Linked DNA regions of Mus musculus: region 1 is linked to region 2. A link is a contact called in public ChIA-PET data. All regions are on one chromosome and are shown on one strand. Each heading gives the region's core, a stretch centred on a gene start, on an enhancer-like site or on the middle of the called end of the contact. The rest is flanking DNA. Distances are from core to core; before and after follow the strand shown. Region 1 overlaps Gm33104 (predicted gene, 33104). Region 2 has its middle 17 kb from the start of 1700124M09Rik.

The links. ChIA-PET counts read pairs in DNA pulled down with a chosen protein or histone mark.
Region 1: a contact with region 2 is called in an RNA polymerase II ChIA-PET map of memory CD8 T cells, with 106 read pairs. The contact joins two enhancer-like sites. A contact is called at or near these places in 2 of 484 Hi-C or Micro-C datasets (macrophages and regulatory T cells) and 4 of 115 datasets of contacts at active chromatin or transcription factors (CD8 T cells, Th17 cells, memory CD8 T cells and 1 more).

The regions. Positions count from the first base shown.
Region 1 is chr10:19,486,871-19,493,645 of GRCm38.p6, reverse strand. Gm33104 (predicted gene, 33104) reads right to left here. Exons shown (of 4, transcript NR_152784.1): 1 at 6,723-6,775; 2 at 2,629-2,691. Among named protein-coding and RNA genes, the nearest start is that of Gm33104, 3.5 kb to the right of the region's middle. Within about 2 kb of position 1,740, at least 26 of the 459 cell types and tissues checked have an H3K27ac peak or open chromatin away from gene starts, as enhancers often do. A contact at or near this core is called in CD8 T cells, Th17 cells, memory CD8 T cells and 1 more, where this site is marked.
Region 2 is chr10:19,101,441-19,107,536 of GRCm38.p6, reverse strand. It overlaps the pseudogene Tpi-rs5. Among named protein-coding and RNA genes, the nearest start is that of 1700124M09Rik, 17 kb to the right of the region's middle. Within about 2 kb of position 2,771, at least 98 of the 459 cell types and tissues checked have an H3K27ac peak or open chromatin away from gene starts, as enhancers often do. A contact at or near this core is called in CD8 T cells, Th17 cells, memory CD8 T cells and 1 more, where this site is marked.

The DNA of each region.
Region 1 (6,775 bases), core at 491-2,990, 390 kb before region 2:
CTAATCTCACTTGCTAGAGGTGTACTTTGGCTCAGCATTCAAATAGGATCCATCCTTTCTCCATTTCTAAAACACAAAAATCAAGTCTCCCTTACTAAATTTTTTATTTCAGTCCCAGATGCCTTAGGTGTTATACCTATCTTAGATATTATACATATATTATCTATGTTAGATATATATTATACATATATTAGATATATCTGTCTTAGATGTTATACTGCCTTAGATAGATATACTATCCTCAAACATGGTCTCCCTCCATGTGGAGCTTGGAGATCTGAGATGTGCAAGCTTGTGGTATCTGAGAAAACCGCAGAAGCACGGTGACCCCTCTCATGTTTGATACCCATCTCTCCTTATGGTGATTTACACGAAAATGGCTCTCGCGGGCTTCCAAATTTCAATTCTTAGTCACCAGGTTATGAAACCGAGAAGGCTTAGGGGGATTAGGAGGTGTTGTCTTACTGAGAGTGGACTTTGAGACTGCAAAAGCCTACACTGGGCCCTGTGTCTCTCCCTCTGTCTTCTTGATGCCCGTGGAACAGGATGTAAAGCTGCCTGCTTGCCTGCCTGCTGCCATGCTCCCTGCCATGGTGACAAAAGACCAATCCTCTGAAGCTGTAAGCCAGCACCCAGTGAAATGTCTTCTTTTCTAAGAGAAAACATTTGGTCATGATCCCTTTTCAACAATACAAAGGTAACTAAGACATCCCTGAAGCAGGTCAGACCCAAATGTTGGCTGGTTTTATGTCAACTTGACCCAAGCTAGAGGAATCAGAGAGGAGGGAGCCTCACTTGAGACAATGACTCTTAAGATCCAGCTGTAAGGCATTTTCTCAATTAGTGACCAATGGAGCCGGGCCCAGCCACTGTAGGTGGCACCATCCCTGGCCTCCTACAAGAAAGCAGGCTGAGCAAGCCATGAGGAGCAAGCCAGTAAGCCGCACCCCTCCATGCTCTGTATCAGCTCCTGCCCTGAATGAACTCCTGCCCTGTTTGAGTTCCTGTCCTCACTGCTTTTGAGGATGAACTGTTCTGTGAAACTTGGGGCTAGAAAAGCCATTGAGTCACTTCTGTAAGAGCTTGCTGCAAACAGTAAAAAAAAAAAAAAAACCTGGAGGCCTAGCTTGTGCAGTGTCAGCGGGAAGAAAAGACTCTACAGGACATTTTGTGTGAAGGATCTGTAGTTTTGGTTAGCTGGGGATGAAGAACCATCTGTGATGAACAAGATACCAGAACTACTAAAGTAAAATCCTTGCTGGATACTCAATGCTGGTTGGCCAGAGCTGAGAATTTAGCCACGATTACGAAGAAAGCAGCATTGTTGGGGTAAAACTTTCGGGGGAAGTGTTTTCAAGAGATTCAGCACACAGAAGCTGTGTTCCAGACAAGGCCATAAGTTGGACCTTGCGCTGGTAGCTGAACTTGATAGTGCGCCAACAAGGAAACACTGCCTTGAGAGCCTCAGTCTGTTGGCTCAGTCTCAGATCTGATCTCTGGGCCAGAGCTTTTGGTCCGAATCTCAGCTCTGGTACTTGGTATTTGGTATTTGTATGGCATGAGCACGTGATAAACTTCTGTGTCCCGGTTTCCTCATTTGTAAATTTCAATTAAAAATCATAGACAATGCATCATATAAATGCACACGTGATTTTAATGTACTAGCAACAGTGTTTACACTGCAAAGGTTGTCATGGCAGCTGCTTGATCCATGTACATCGCTCAGAACGATGTAGGGTACATGCTGAGCTGCATAAAGTATTATTTTTGCTTTTGAATTTCGTCCGTTTCACATTGGGGGTGGGGACACATGTTTTTGTACTTAGGGGTTTTAACTTGGAAATCAGAAAACGGTTCTGGTTCTAAATAGCTGGAGCTAACCAACAACCTTGCGGGGGGGGGGGGGGGCGCCTCACCCCATCACAACCGCTTGAGGATGCTGCCCCCTGGTGGTCCTTCTCCGGGGCTTCTACCACTCTGTTTCAGTCATGCCAGAATTTTGTTTGTCTTCTCCTTCCTTTAATCTAAAGGTCAACCTATCAGCAGCTGCAGCATTCCCTCACAAGCGTTTCTCAAAACACAGTTTGTAAGTCGCAGATGTACATATGCATTTCCACCGTTTGGGTGGCAGCTAAACGTTATACTTTTGGTAGGAATGTTTAGAAATGGTGAGAAAATTATGTGTCCACTCAGAGCACCTATTATGTAATCTTTTTAATTGATACACTTGAAAATGAGGTAAGTACCTGAGGATTCAAGCAGAGTCCTCTTTAGTACTGATATAAGCATTCATATTTAAAAAAATCATTCTTATGGACTCTAGGATAAATGTCCTATTGCATACCAAAATATAGAGTTTAAAAATATTAACGTCATTACTTTGACAAAATTTCTCAGGATCAAAGAGATAAAAGTTACAATGTTTGCACTTATGCTGCACATGTGTACTCTGTTTGGTCCTGTTTTCACCTGGTCATCTGCAGTGCCCACCCCAGCAACCTCTATCTTATTTCTTCAGGAATTTTCCACAATAACAAACAAACAAACATAAAACAAACAAACAAAAACCATTTGTTTTCAAGAGGAACTATGCAAAACTCTTCCTTTTCGGTTCTTTTGCAAACTTACATGACCCTGGAAGGTAGCTCAAGGGCGGATCACCTCGTCTGGATCACCTCTGTTACACAATTCCTAGCACCAAAAAAGGCAACATCAGAAGATCGGTGAATACTTTTTTTTTTCCTTTTAACACATTTGCTATCGTTTCTGATGGAGAATAAAGAATGAGTCTGAAGTTGTTAGGCGCTCGCTCAGCCGGCTGGAAGCCCGACATTCTCTCTATGCTTCTGCTGCCCGGCATTGTGGACAGAACATTACTCAAACCACAGGCTCCAGACTCCCAGGTAACTGAAGCCAGCAGGAAGCTCTGTTTGATATCAAGTGTGTGCTTTATCGACCTTTTTGTTGTGATGGGAAGAAGGGAACCAGCTTTGCTTTTATCTTGCCCTGTCGTAACATTGCCCAGTAGGTGGAGGCTTTTTTGGTGCACTGTGGCCAAACTCTTTGATAGATGCTGAATTTGTGATCATAAATTTTCTATAATAATAATAATGATAATAATAATAATAATAAATCAATGTTCTTTCCATCACCGTTACTAACATAAAATCTTACACAGCCACGTGTTTTATTAAAGCGGATCTAAAATTCTGCATTCAGGAACCACCACATAGAAAATACAACTTAATTTTCTTTCCTAAGAGACAGAAGCCTGTCCGTCCAGGGACAAAGGCTTACATCTAACAAAGCAATTTTGAACTTTGGAGTCAACCATATAGACTTTGAGCTAAACACAGTCTCGGTGTCTTATTATATTAGAAATACTCCTGCAGAATAAGAAAATAAAGTGTCTTTGTTTCCTCTACAAGTACTTAGTTTTCAATGAGCAAGTTAGAGTTTTTATATTTCATTTAATGAATATGCCCCCCCAATTGTTTTGCTTTTACACATGTGATGAAGCTATATTAAATCTACCCTTTTTTTTTGTAGGATGCCCTTGTGGGTTTAGACCTGAACACAATACAGTCACTGAGCAGAGACCAGGCTTAGTGCAATCACAAGCTCACCCCAGTGTTCCTGTACCATACTCTGTGGCTCCTCGTCTACTTTGGATAGTACTTGTTCCAACTCCTTAAGAGTTCTAGTAATTTACAGAAAGAATTCTCTTCATTAAAAGATGAAATGTGCTCTGTATTTTAGCCCAATATTTAACATTTAGTAGTAGTTTTGTGATTTAAGAGTCATAGATACTTTGGATGTTAATTATTTCTTTTATACCAATCTTTAGAGACATGTGCATTTAAATATCTGATTTCCCATTCTAGAAATATCGCAATCATCTCATAATTATGAATTAATGTTCTAAGCACATTTCTGTCTGTCACTATTGCCAGAATGTTTCAAGCATGTTACTGGGAAATAACCATGCAAGGAAAGAAGACTGGCTTCCTCAGTGGAGTTCTGCTTTAAAGCGCAGCTGACACTTGGGCCTGGAAATTTCTTTGTTGTAGGCAGCTGCTCTGTGTGTACATTCTATGTGCATTCTAGGATGCTTACAGAACCCTTGGCCATGTCACACCAGATGCCAGTGACATGCTACTCCTCACTGTCTGCAGACACTGCCACATGCTCTCTGAGGCAACAACTGTCAACTTCCTAACACAACAGGTTTGTTTGTTTGTTTGGTTGGTTGGTTGGTTGGTTGGTTGGTTTCACCGTAGCCTAGAACTGGCCTAGAACTCTTGTCAATCCTCTTGCCTCAGCTTCCTGAGTGTAGCCTCTATGACCAGCATCCAAGATCAGATTAATATTTCCAGCCAGCAGTCTGCTTTTCTTCCTGTGTTGACAGGCAGAATTCTGACCCCTTTGTTTGTTTCCCATCCCAATTGCAGGATAGTCACAAGCTCTGTGTCGCCATGACTTTTCATTTCTTTTTCACCCACATGTGGTTACTCCCATCATATTATTCCCTATAAATACCCACGTTTGTGATTAACCTTTTACCACAGTGGCCAGCTAGGGATAAGCAGTGGCTAAGTGAGGTGATATAGAGAGCTTGGGGTGGAGAAACCTATGAATGGCAGACCAATGTCTGAATTCTGATGACTTCACCTGAGTGTAAGACAGTTCACCCTTGAAAGGATGGTGGCACCGGATCCACAGATATTATATATAAGGACACAAAAGTATGTTTTCCTTATTGTAAGCGTCATGGCCAGAACTCCTACTCAGAACATAGGTGGACAAGAGAAAAGCATAGAAAGTTTACTTAGCCAACGTTTTGCATGACCCAAAGTGATGGCTTTCAGAAATGACAATTAAAAAACCCAGGGAACATTGTCCATTTTTCCTAGGTAGGGCTGATGAGGACCAGGCACTCATGAGGACCAGGCACTCACATGACAATGTAACTAGACACAACAGTGTGGTCTGGAGCTAGAGTGTGATCTGAGATGGAAAGCCAGCAACTCCTGTGGCTCAGATTCTCTTTGACTTTTCTGTGGCATTTCTTCTAGACACAGGACAGGGCTCCTCAGGAAAGAGGGACCGTAAGGACAAAGCAGAGAGGAGTGATCTCCCTGGGGAAGAAGAATTCTGCTTTCCGTGGCTTGCTTTACAGGAGGACAAATTACAGGAGCGAGATCGAGAGACCTGGCTTCTGATGCTTTCCGATGCCCTTTTGTTCAAAGTGCTTGCAGCAGCAAGTTCTACATTAACTTGAGACTAACTTGTAGACTCACACACAGAACTGGATCAAAGGAAAGCTGTTTGTAGATTGCATTCTTCATAACAGGTGTGCTGTTCTCTGTGCAGACTTCCTAAGAGTCTAGGTCCCCATTTCCATATAAGCTAACTGTAATTCTTGAAAAACAATCCTTTTCAAGAGTCTAGAGGTGTTAAGAAGAGAAAGGTATTCAATATGCTTTAAAGGTACCAAATACACTTCTCAAAGCTTCAACCAATACAGAAGATCAAGTGATATTTATCCATGTTCTCTCAGGAAGATAAAGGTGTGTACCATCTCCAACTTCTGCTCTTATCAAAGGCAAACCTAGCAAAGTGTTAACCATGGCCACAATGGCACAAATAACCCCATGATTTTGGAGTTGTCTCAGCAGTCCAGTTCCTTCTTGTGTTCTTGGTAAGGATCACACTAATTCTGTTGGCTGGGAGACTAGTTGGGCCAGGGACTGGTGCAGTGTGTTGAAGAGAGGACACCCTTCTTGCTGTGCTCAACTATTCTTTTTCACCGTGGAATTTATCTATGTTAGTATTTCATGCTTAATCGTTGGCCATGCAAGAGCTAGACATTGACTTTCATCGTAGCTAGTGGTTGAAAGGAAAGGGGTAACAAAGCAACATGTAGATTGAAATCAGGTGTTTTTAGAGAAAGTAGCCCCAGGTCCTTTTTTGGAGCAGGATTTCTGTTGGAACCACCCTTAATGCATGATTCTGATTTCATCACCTTCCCAGTGATGCCCTGCTATTGGCCAGGAGCCCTTGGCAGATCTTAGCCCATGTGATCCAGGTGCACAGCACATGGAATGGATTTATCAGTGGCAGCAAAGGATGAGGCCAGTAGAAGGAGAGTGGACCGGTCTAAGGAGGAGCATGGAGGCCAAACTGCCACCTGCTCCCCTTCTTGATTCTTCTTCTCTCTGTGTTTTTTTCAGCATCAAGAATTAAAATTTGGTTTTAAAACCATATAATATCCAAGCTGGAAGACCTGCATGTATTCTTTAAGGTCTGGGGCATGTTATGAATTATACAGAGAGAAGAATGACAAAACTGAATCTGCTTCATCTAACCTGGGTGTGCAGGGTTGTAGGCTCACAGTGCTTACCCCAGATCAAGCACTCAGATACACCCGCTGCGTTCCCAGGACTGTTCATGTGAGCTGTCATCGAAAGTAGCACACTTGAACGGGATGCCCAGGGAAGCCAGTGGCCTTAAATACGCACCGACTTCACAGCCAACCACGCAGAACGTCATTGGCCACTAGATGGGGATTTCAGATTTTCTCGGGGCTGTGCTATATACAAGATGGCGGCTTTCACACTGATTTCCGGAAATGCTTCCTACGGTCTTAATTACAGGAAAAGCAGCAAAACCCTACCAAGTAACTATTGCAGTAGCCTAGTATATTTTTGTTTTGAACTTACCATCTGCAATTAATCCACTTCTTACAAGGTTGTCTCTGTGTGGCAACCTTTGT
Region 2 (6,096 bases), core at 1,522-4,021:
CTACACATGGATAATACAAAGTGAGAAATTTTTTGACAGTGAGGGTTTTTAATGCTATGCCAATTTTTTTTTAAAGGTCACAGAAATTTTCGTTTTATTTTTCCTTCATTATTAAGATCACTAAGGCATGATATCAACCTGTATCTTCATTTTCATGGTCGTTCAGTCAAATGTAAATCAAGGGCTACCTATATATAAAACTGCATGTAATTTACTGGCAGAAACAGTCCTTGGCAGAAACATGACAGATTGACACAGCTATCCTAGAAAAGAAGAAACCTGAAAATTCACCTACAGCCAGTGATGGTGGTCATGGTAAGACATAGCGGCAGAAGGATCAATAATTCAAGGCCAAGCTTCAATAGGCACTAAAGTTCTAAGGCAGTCTGGGATATATGAAATCCTGTCTCAAAGCCCAACAAATAAGTTAGAAAACAAGAGAATATAAAAATTACTTTAGGACCTAGGGGAAGGGCTAGTGAGATACCTTAAGAAGTAAAGATGCCAAATGATTTGAGTTTCATTCAAATCATTGGATCTCAGAGATACCAGGAGAGAATTGACTCCCAGAGATTTCTTCTGGCCTCCATATGTAGGCTGTGACAAGTATACACCTGCAAACACATATATACACACTAAATAAATAAAATATAACTTTTAAAGAGTTTTAAAAGGCAATAAAAGTTTTAAATGCAAGAAGGAAAAAGGGAATATATAAAGAAAATAGATCAATGAAGTCAAATGACCCAACATTTTTATTCTTAAATATTTCAGAGAAGTGAAGATGTGATCAAGCAAAGATTGACACTCCCATGCACAAAACTTTTGCTAAAAGTGGCCCCAGACATTCAACAAACAAGTGCGACATCTGGAAAGTAACAAGCTGCTCTTTACTAAAGTGAAATGACCTGCTAAGTTTTCACCAACACAGGCTTTAACTTTACATTTTTATGACATTTATTTGTTTGTTTATTTATTGTGTGTGTGGTAAGGAGAAGGATTTCAGAGTGTAGATTTCAAAGGACAACTTTCAGAAATTGGTTCTCTCCTTCTGCTCTCTGTGTCCCAGGAATCACTAGGTCAGGAATAAGTGCCCATATCTATTGAGCTATCTCAAAGACTGGGATTTTAACATTTAGACTTATTTTATGTATATGAATGTTTGGTTTGCATGTATGTCTGTGTACTACATGCACGTCTGATACACAGAGAAGACAGAAGAGGGCTCCAGATTCCTTGGAACTAAAATTATGGATGACTGTAAGCAGCCATGTATGTCCTGGAATTAAATCCTAGTCCTCTGCAAAAGCATCAAGTGCCCTGCCATTCACTGCAAAGCCATCTTGCTGGGCCCTCGCTTTAAAACAGTCTTGTTTTTTTCAGATTTATTCTACAGGTTTTAACTTTAAATGGAAATATTATGTTGTATAAAGGAGGCCAGTCACTAAAAGATACATAGCAAACCATATAATTTTCCTGGTATCTGCTGTAAGGCAAGGTGACAATAAGCAGACATGTAGACATTTTTTAGAGTGATGTAATATTTAAATGCTTCATTTGTTATGGTGGTTGCTTGCATTTCTACATTTGCCAAAACTTATCAAATTGTACACTTAAGTGGACTTGTAGAAATAAATATATAGTAATCAGAAAGACATGGTTTTATAAGCTCTTCTTGGATTATGTTTTTTGATTGTTTGTTTTGAAGTCAATTGTTTAAGACAGATATTCACTCTGTTTAGTTAAGACGAGTCTGGAAATTACTATGTAGCATCGGCTAGCCTCAAACTAGTAGTCATTGCCTGTCCTGGTCTCCTAAGTGCTGCGATTCCAGGCTTGAGTCTTCCTGCCTGGTATTTTCCTCTAACTCTAGACCTTTAAGAACCAAGAGTGTTGGCAGTGGGGCTGAGGAGGCAGTGTTTACAATAGCGCGTTCATAATTCTGCCAGAGTACCCTTGTGTGTGGTGTCTTGGTGAAATTGTCCTCTTCTGCACCACACTGGGTCACTGTGCAAAAACTCCTCCCTCCCTTTGCTACTTCAGGCTCTTCCCCCCACCCGCCGTAGGAGTCAGAACCATCTTTATATTTAACGACACAGAAGTCCAGCAAAAAACGAGGGAAATTGCAACCAGCTGTTTTCTTGTCTGCCTTAAGTGCAGCTCCAGACATGGTTGCTAAGGGAAAGTGTGTTTTCTTTTTTAACATGGTTTACAACCAAATGCTGTACACTAAAACAGAAACACCTTCTCCAAGTTCCTTAACAACAAGCCACCCACTTCCTCAGTTTTTTTTTTTCCAGGAATTAGGTAATTGATAGGTGATAGTGCCTTGCCTCTCCCCTAACACACACACAGACACACACTTTACTTCCTGGGGGAATTCAGACCCAGTCTAAACCAGTTGCAGATGTCTGGCAGTTCCTCCATATCCCATAGCTGGAGCGGATATGGGGTTGACACTAGTAACCAGAGGCAGACTGGGCGTCATAAACCTTCCTTGTAGGCGACCTGTGGTTTACTACTTTGAAAGATGGCAAAGCAGACTTACATCTTAGCCCTAGACTCTAGGCAAAGGATAGCAGACCTCATTGTATGTCCTCAATTATCTCTCCTAGGCGTGGCCCTCTCTCAAAGAACCAATGTCAAGTGGAATCCAGGGCAGAGTCTACCCCACAGCATCCCTTACAAAAGCCGTGTCCCATGGTGGGTTCTGCTGGGACTGCAGATCATCTGTGCTTCCTGCTGCTGTGGTCTGTGTGAGGTGGGGAACTGCTGTGTGCTCTCTCTGCCTTCCTCACATGCTTTTGGTTTTGCTGTTGTGCACTGGGTTCTGCAGTACTGTGTGCAAAGCCAGAAGACACCCACCTGCTCTTGGAGAAACTCTGCCTCACAACTCAGCTTTTAAACTTATGCATTGTACACCAAGGTTGTGCTCACAAGGGCTCTCTTGCTGGATGTTAGGAAGCACCCAGCTTGCTAGGATTCTAAGTTGATTGCTGTACTGAAGTACTAGAGAAGGACGAAACTAAACAAAACAAAACAAGACAAAACAAAACTGGTCCTTCGATGCTTACAAGATGAACATGATATGGTCTAATGTTAATTCTCCAAATTAAAAAAAAAAAAAACAAGTTATAAGCTGCTGATGCCAAGTTTCAAGTTGTGAATTAGAAAGAGTTCCTGGGCAAAACACTGGCCTTCCTAGCCCAGGCTGTGCCTAGAGTCACAGTGTCCCTACTGTACTGTTAAACAGAGGAACACTACAACTGAGTAACCCCTAAGTCATGACTAATGGGATCTACCCCAGACCAGGATCTGAGCTTGACTTCAAAGGTCCCTAAGTCACCCCTCCAACCCTATCAGTTTTACTGTCTTCCAGCTACCTCCCCACAACCTTTGTGAGACTCCCTCTAAGAAGGCAGAAAAATGGCACCCACAGCAAATGATTCCAAACAGGTGAGTTCTAAATCTTAATCTAAAACATAGACATCTTGTCTCCATGCCAGCAGCATCTATTTTACTCCCAGAAGTCTAGAGACCTTAATCCAGCCCTGAACTGAAGTAGAAGTCAGGAAAACCTGTTTAGACTCTGCCACTGGAACTGTCATGTTTTATTCATGGATACTCTCAGGGATGACTTGGCCGTCAGTCTGGAAACTACAAAAACTGTTTCATTTGTCATGATTGTATATTAGAGGAAAATCATGTATTTCCCAAATAGGCATTGATAACTTCTAAAACTTTATTTTTAAAGCCCTTTAAAAATAAAGCATGGGGTTATTTCATCTTTAAGAGGTATTGAATTGTGGAATCCTGGATTCAAAATGGTAAACATTTTCTTATTTTCTAATCTGAACAAATTCACATAAGGATAAGTTCCTCTTAATGTTGCAGAAAAAAAAGTCATTTAGCTAACTAAAATAAAAATTAATCAATATCATCTCTCATAGGACGGGAAGGAATTTCCCTTTCTGCATAGCACATTAGGTACTTTAGAGAAGAGTTTCTTTGCCCTGGAAAAATACCAGACTAACCATGAATTATACTGCAGAAAGTAATGGCTGTGAATGTAACCTCTAGTAAAGTTATTTTTTTTTCCTCTTAAAACTAAGATTTGCTTTGATGTCACCAACATTTCCAAGTTGAGGGTCTCCTGATAATGATCTTACAGTGAGTCCTGGTGGATGTAGTTCTGGGCTAACCATCCAAGGAATCAACTGGGGTGTCACTAAACCCCAGCTTTGAAAGCACAAAGGCAGATAGAGACCTGGGAACTTCCCTGAATCTGACAGAGGGTTCCTGGCACCTAGCTAGCCTAGAACAAGAAGTTGTTCTCCCTGCTAATTCCTCATTTAGAAGGTGAGCAGAGCTACTCTGTGAAAGTCTGCCTCAAATAGTCAAAGCAACAACTCCTTCCCCTTCCAACCCCACCAAAAAGGACCTTAGTCTTTGTCAATGACCTTCATTAGTTGATGGGCTAGGGTCCTCACCTTGGTTATAGAGAGAAATTCAGTACAAGGGTGCCTTCCACTAGATGGCAAGAAATAAACCAGTCAAGATCTCTGGGAAGAGCAGACTAATACCAGCTCCAGTCATAAAAAAATTAAGCTGACCTTAGATGGCAGCATATGAAAAAGCTGTAATGTTAATGCTTCCCACCCCGAGGTGTTTATCTTCCTTCCATGTAGGATGCTTCACAAACACAATACCAGGACTTCAGCACTGTGGGGGAGGGGAGTATCCCAGTCTTCTTAGAGTAAGAGGATCTTGGCCTTAATATATACTGAAATTCAGACCCAAAGGCTCTGAACTTCTGCATCAGACATCCGGTAGGGCTTGGGAGTGAAGCTTAGAGCCAAGGCCATCTAAATGACAGGCCAAAGTGACACGAAGCCCATTTCCTGTCCTCCAACCATGAGTTTCCGTCCCAAACCAATGGAAGGCGATTTCACTTGTTAGGGCCCAAAGGGACAGTCAGTTCTACTCCTTCCACTCCCCAGGAAGCCACCTTGGTGACATACTTGATTCTAACCATTCTAAGTAGTAAAGGGATTAAATGGTCCCAACCATTTTGGGGAGTTGTAAAAGGCTCCAGAAGGTACAGTGTGGATAAGGCCACAAGATGGGGTAGATGATGTCATCAGAAGCATGTGACTGGTGGGAGCAGTTCCGGGCAACCTAATCCATGCTATGCAGGCAAGTAGAAGGATGGGCAGTGCTCATTGTTTGGCATTGATGATGTCCACAGATTCAGGCTTGAGAGATGCACCACCCACAAGGAAGCCATCCATGTCAGGCTGACTTGCCAGCTCTTTGCAGGTTGCTCCAGTGATAGCACCTCCATAAATGATCTGGGTGCACTGAGCCACCCCATCAGAGACATTGGATTTCAGCCATCCCTGGAGCTTCTCATGTACTTCCGGTTGAGGGGTTGCAGTCTTGCCAGTCCCAATGGCCCATACAGGTTCGCAGGCCAGGTCCACCTTGCTCCGGTCCTTCACATTATCTGCGATGACCTTGGTTTGCTCAAAAACAGCCTTCTCGGTGATGCCAACTTCTCTTTTGTCTAGCTTCTACCCAGTGTAGGCGATCACTCAGAGTTCCTCTGCTAGGGCATGGTTCTCTTTCTGCCCAATCAACTCGTCTGATTCCCAAAGACATGTCTTCTTTCTGAGTGTCCCAGCACGACCCAGGTAACTCCTAAGCCTTTAATTATGCCAGTGCTGATTTCCCCAGTGAAGGCCCCACTGGTCACTTTGTAGCAGTTCTGTGCAGCCATAGCAATTTTGGGATCCAGCTTCTTCCTGGCGAAGTTGATGTAATCGATTGGCGGTGCACAAACCACCTCGGTGCCTGCTGGCATGCTGGCTGTGTTCAGGGTGCAGAGGAGTTCTCCCAGACACTGCTTCCTCCCGTTCATCTTCCAGTTGCCCCCCACGAAGAACTTCCGGGAAGGCGCCATTGCACTAAGCTCAAGTCTCTGAAGGTCAGAGTCACAGTATAAACTATGTCCTTTCCAAAGGATTAGTGTGTGTGTGTGTGTGTGTGTGTGTGTGTGTGTGTGTGTGTGTGTGTGTGATATATGTCTATGTATGT